Linked DNA regions of Rattus norvegicus: region 1 is linked to region 2. Evidence: chromatin contacts called from public Hi-C data. All regions are on one chromosome and are shown on one strand. The core of a region is the stretch at or near the end of the contact, and the rest is flanking DNA. Distances in the headings are between cores, read along the strand shown.

What was found. Hi-C and Micro-C count contacts between places; a contact is called where the count stands out from the background.
Region 1: a Hi-C map of liver shows a contact between it and region 2, with 2.9 times the contacts expected there. The contact joins the promoter of Rev1 here to the promoter of Eif5b in region 2. A contact is called at or near these places in 6 of 12 Hi-C or Micro-C datasets (frontal cortex, hepatocytes, kidney and 3 more).

What each region holds. Positions count from the first base shown.
Region 1 is chr9:47,845,912-47,848,611 of GRCr8, forward strand. Rev1 (REV1, DNA directed polymerase) reads right to left here and starts at 1,416. Exons shown (of 23, transcript NM_001394129.2): 1 at 1,142-1,416.
Region 2 is chr9:47,717,397-47,720,096 of GRCr8, forward strand. Eif5b (eukaryotic translation initiation factor 5B) reads left to right here and starts at 1,310. Exons shown (of 24, transcript NM_001110141.1): 1 at 1,310-1,492. The coding sequence starts at 1,458. It overlaps Txndc9 (thioredoxin domain containing 9), which reads right to left and starts at 365. Exons shown (of 5, transcript NM_172032.2): 1 at 276-365.

The DNA of each region.
Region 1 (2,700 bases), core at 166-2,665, 130 kb after region 2:
CATACTGACCTCAAAGGACCTACAAGACACAAACAAGAAAACAGAGAAATTCAAGAAAGATGGCAAATAACTAGGCTAAGCAGTGAGCGAAAGCACTCTCCCAGACTGAATTCCTGGATGGTAAGCTTCCAAGTGTCCAGCACTGGAAGGGCGGGAAGCGTGTTCTTGCGACATTTGTCTGGGCAAAGCACTGCCTCTGTGGGAAAACTGACTCATGGAGATAGCGTTAAACTGAACTAATGTGCACTCCTATTATGACATTATAATTCTACCTAAAGGACTAGAGGAGCCAGAGACCAAGCAGATCATTTAAGAGTTGTCACATAGTCCCTAATAGTTAAATCCTTTCTACCAGGTCTCTATTTTTAATCTACACACCGTTTCTACTTTATACCCGCCAGGTCCAAGAAAAACACAGTAAAATCCTAGGCATGTACCACCTGTAGTGTTTTTTTAAAACAATTACGGAACGATACTGCAGGAAGGTACGGGCTTTGCAAACCGGGGACAGGAAGAGCCTCCAAACAGACAAGTGCCTGTCTACCCCGACTGTTGTTTTAACAGCACACCCAAGTGTCAATGAACTGAGCACCTGTACGGACACTTGGGGACAGGTGTCCTGCACACGGAAGGGACAGATAAGTAACAAGGGAAAAGGAGCGAGGAACACACTGCTTCCGGGGTCCCTGAGAGCAAGGCAGGAGGGAGGAAGCCGGTGCACCGGAGGGGCGAGCGGAGAACCGCGGCACGCGGCACGGGCCCCGGGCGCCCCGGCCACATTCTGCAAACGCTGGTGGAGCGGACGCTCGAACGCGCAAGGAAATGAATGGCCAGCCAGGCGCCGGCGCAAGAGGAAAGGGGGACTTGCGACGCCGGCGGCGGGACTCGCGGAGGCAGGGCCGCGGGCGCGCGACGGAGCGCGGGAGGCAGCGCCTGGGTGGAGGGGGAACGGGAGGTCACGCGTTACATAACCCGGCGGCCCGAGGCGCAGGGGCGGCGCGGTGCGGCGGACAGGAGGCCTCGCGGCAGCACCGCGGACTCCCGGCCGAGGCCCCGGCGCCTCGGGCCGCGCGGGCGGCGGCGGCCCGGACCCTGGCGGCTCGGCTCCCCTCCCCCACCCGCCGGCCCGGGGGTCGCTCACCTTCCGCGCCGCCCCAGGCCACCATGCCCGGGCCCGACCGCTTCCTCAGGCCCGCGGGCGCCGCCGCCGCCGCTCAATGCCCTCGCAGCGGCAGAGGAGAACGCCGGGGAAGGCAACCGGTCAGGCGGCTGCCGAGCCGCACCGCGCCTCGGCCCACGCTCCCTCAGTCGCGGCGCCCGCCTCGCGCCTCCGCCCCTCCCCCGCCGCCGCTCCGGCGCGCGCCCCGGCTCCCCCTCCCGTCCCTGCCGCGGCCGGCTGGCCCGGCCCCGCTCGCACTCACCGGGCGCGGCGCACGCGCGCTGCTCGCGCCCGGCCCGAGGCGACCCCGGCCCCGCCCTCCTCTCGCGCCGGCGCCCGCGGGAGAGGGGGGGCGAGCAGCGCCTCGGCGGCACGTGACCGTGCGGCTGGCTGGGCGGGGGTGGCGCGGGGCCCGCCGCATCACCACGCTGCCTCCTGCCCGGGCTGGCTGGCTAATCGTGCTGCAGCGACGCGCAGCCGCGCCCCGCCCCACCCCGCACGGACTCCCCAGCCGCCGCGGAGGGCGCGGGTGCCCGGACTAACCCCGTGGACGACCGCGCAGGGTCCTCCGAGCGCTGCTGCGCGCTCCGACTGATGTGCGGCGCCACCTAGCGGCGGCCAGGACGCACACAGGCTGGCATATGCTCGTTGGGCGAGCGGAGAACCGCGCGGCCCACAACGTTCTGCGGAACGCAGGGTCGCTTGCCGGCAGCCAGCTGGGCAGAGCCCAGACACGACACCGCACAGTCTTATCACTGCCGACCCCGCATTCCACCTGCGGCTGCTGCCTTTCCCGCGTGCAACACACAGACCTGATGAAAATTGCTTTCCCTTGTGATGGTTTAAAAACAACCGCTACACACATTTATTTATTCACGGATGTTTAGATACAATTACACCTTCTAGCAAAAAAAAAAAAAAAAACCAGTGGTCTTATAAGGCTCATTTTCCCAGCCTCTGTTGTGTCTGTTCAATGGAAGACTGTGTGGTTATTGTGACAATCTTTATTGTTGGAATGCTCAGACATTGAGCCAACCAACTCCTCGCCCTAGGCTCAACACTTTGGGTCCTTCTCCGGCTTAGACATTTGAAAGGAGTTTGCAGGCACTTAGAAAACAATCAGTTCTCTTTTTAAAACTGACTTTGCAAACCTGAGGCTCCTTTCCCAGAAAGACAGGAGATACTCGGATAAAATCTCTCTCTCTCTGTATATACACATATACATTTGTATGTATATATACATTGAAACATATATGTCTGTCTCAATTTTAACCTCTCCCTCTCTTGTTTCGTTTGCTTGCTCTCCTTGATGAATTCAACTTCAGTATTCCCTCCATACCCCCAGAGAGTTGCCTGTTTCTCCGGACCCACAATAGAAAAGATAGATACAGTGTAATTTCAGGAGTTTCAGAATGAGCTCTAAGCTGCAACACCAGCAGGTTGTGTAATGAAATGCCACTGGGGGTAAGGAAGGGGCAATTAGGCTTGTGGGGACTTTGTAAAAATTGTCTCTACACAGCAGTTATTTCCAGTTAAGGAAA
Region 2 (2,700 bases), core at 60-2,559:
TGTTCCCCTACAAACTCCTACCCGAAACCCTAACCCCGTGTACCTGTCAGCGGACTCTTCGCCACTCCCTGAGCTCAAGGGACTGGTGGAGGAGTTCCGGGGGGTGGGGAGGACGCTAGTTCGCACTAACTGGGGCGCATGCGCCGTAGCCTCCGCAGCCGCCCAGACGAGGCCCTCCCAGCCGCCCCCAGCCCAGCCGGATGTGCAGCCGATGTGTGTCCTTCATCTACACGGGGACGCAGTGGCAAGATCGGCTACAGAACCCTCTGCCGTACCTGGATTATTGGTGAAGCCTACGGAGAGAGGGAGCCGCAGACCAAGAGCACCGACCAGGTTCACGCAGGTTTCAACCTCACAGCAATTGTTAAGGGCGGCGAATGAGCTGTCAGCTCCACCTTTTCATTGGCTACAGCCCTCTCGCGATATAACCTGCGGAAGGGGCGGTGGAGAGTGACGAAAGCCTCGGAGAAGCTCTTATCCTTCGCCACCCGGAACTACTGACTTCTGAGCCTACACTTCACGTGGGCTAATGGCCGGAGGGATGGGCGCTAAGGACGCTGGGGAATGTAGTTTTTATGCACTGACTGCGGGTCCCAGCTCGCAAAGCTACGTGGAAACGAGCCGGGTCTTGCGCTTGAGTGACAGAGGGGCTTCGTTTGCCTTGCGTTTAATAGTTTCTAAAGTGTAGCTTCCAGTATGCTATAAATTTGTACACAGCTCACACTATAACAGTGCACAAAAACATATGGAGAAAAATTTCACCACTCCAGGATCTTCCCTCCCCATTTTATCTTACACACATGCATTTTTAGAACTTGCTCATGAGAAGATTCATATTAGGGGTCCGGTCGCTGTGCCCTTATGTCTTTTTCCCTTAATAGAAGTACACAGTTGACAATTCAGTGTCTGAATTGGTATTTTTGTTTTTGTTTCTGTTTTTGGTCCTGCCAACCCCAGAAAGCTCATCATTGGCTCCTTGTGGTCCTGCAGTGGACTTCCCGCAGCTGAGGCGAGGGGAGTTTTCAGTCCCACTTCGGCGTCGAATGCCAGCCCCGGGGAGGGTGCTTGACAGTGGGAAATGAACGGCCTCATTGTCCTCCTCCAGGTTCTAGAACCCGGGAGCTGCTGGGCGTCGGTGCGCGGCGCTCACTTGCGGCTAGGGGGCGCTCGAGTTCCCACCTGGCCGGCGGGTCAACTCCAGACGCTCTAGCCGAAGCGCCGCTCTCGATGAGCCGCGCCCTGCGTCCCCACGCCGAGGCGGCGGGGCGATGCGCTTGCGTACTGAGGGCTCACACCATATGTGCCCTGTCCCAGTGCGCGGGTCTGTGGAGAGCCGGGTGCGAGAGGCGGCGGCGCGAGGGGGACCGAGCCGAGCGGGCATTGGAGTCGGCTGGGAGACAGTGGGTCTGTGAGACACCGAACCGAGGGGCCGTGGCCACGAGCGCCGCTGACAAGCGATGGGGAAGAAACAGAAAAACAAGAGCGAAGACAGGTTAGGCGGCGGGGCTCGGGCCGGGGGTCGTCGCGCGGGGCCCTGGGTGGGCGAACCTCGACGAGGCGCGTCCCGCGGCCGGGGCTCGGACTGCGGTCCGAGGCTTGGGGCTGGGGCACTCGGAGGTCGTTTGCGGGGGTTCCGGGCGGTGTGGGGCCGGGCTCGGGCGCAGCTAAGCCAGGCCTACGGCCCAGGTGAGTGCGAGCCGGGCCCTGGCAGCTAGGGTAGGGCCGGCCGGGAGCGGCTCGCTCGCCGCCCCTGACCCTGGGAACGCCTCCCGGAGCAGCTCAGGAACTTCGAAGTTGTTCGGGGCTGCGGAGTGGTGGCCCAGCGGCTCCCTCGTCTTGTATGCCAAGTTGGAAACACTTCTGGGGTTATTTAAAGTGCCGGTTGCCCAGACTCCTGCTTTCTGGCTTTCCGTCTTCCGGCCTGTCTTTCTCGCGTATGTCTTGGCTTCCTACCACTTCCCATAAGACAGAAGGAGGGGAAGGAACCATTCGGGGTCGCTGCTTTCTAACCCTAAAAAAAAAGTCTTTTCAGGGAGAGGAGGGTCTCTGAGCTACTTTGGCGGAAATTTTGGGGAGCATGCCCGTGTCACGTTCGATTATGTTCTTTTACCTTTTTTCGGTTGAGTTGACTTCCTGGGAGTCTGCAGCCATCTGGTTCAGTTTCATCTTTAAGCAGTAGCCATTCAACTTATTTTAAAAACTCCACAGGTAACCGAACATAAACCCAAGCCCTGTGGCACTCCATTGCCGTGGTTCTCACAGTCGAGGTTTTGAAGTTACAGCTATTATTAACCGTACATCGGAATGTTAAGTTTGTGGACCTCGAGTTGGCTATCTGGCGAGTAGAATTAAAACTAGCCTTGTATTTTGGTTTTAGGAATGTAAGCTGGTCTGGAGAATAGATTCTGGGTTTCTTGTGGCAAAGTTCGAGTTTATGAGGAGCAGGGTTTATTACAGATTTAAGTGTGAGCGTTAACAGAGAGGGATCTGTAGAGCACTCTAGAAAGGGGGTAGGGGCTTAAAGAGTGGCCTGAAAGTTACTGTTAATCAGATCAGGAGACTAGAAAAAGGTAAGAAGGTATAGTTCTGAACCATTGATAGGACATTGGCTTACATGAGTCACCTTTTTTTTTCTGAGAAAGATTTTGAGTTCTGTCAGTCATCTATTTATCATCTCTGTGTTCTGTCTCTGTATTAAAG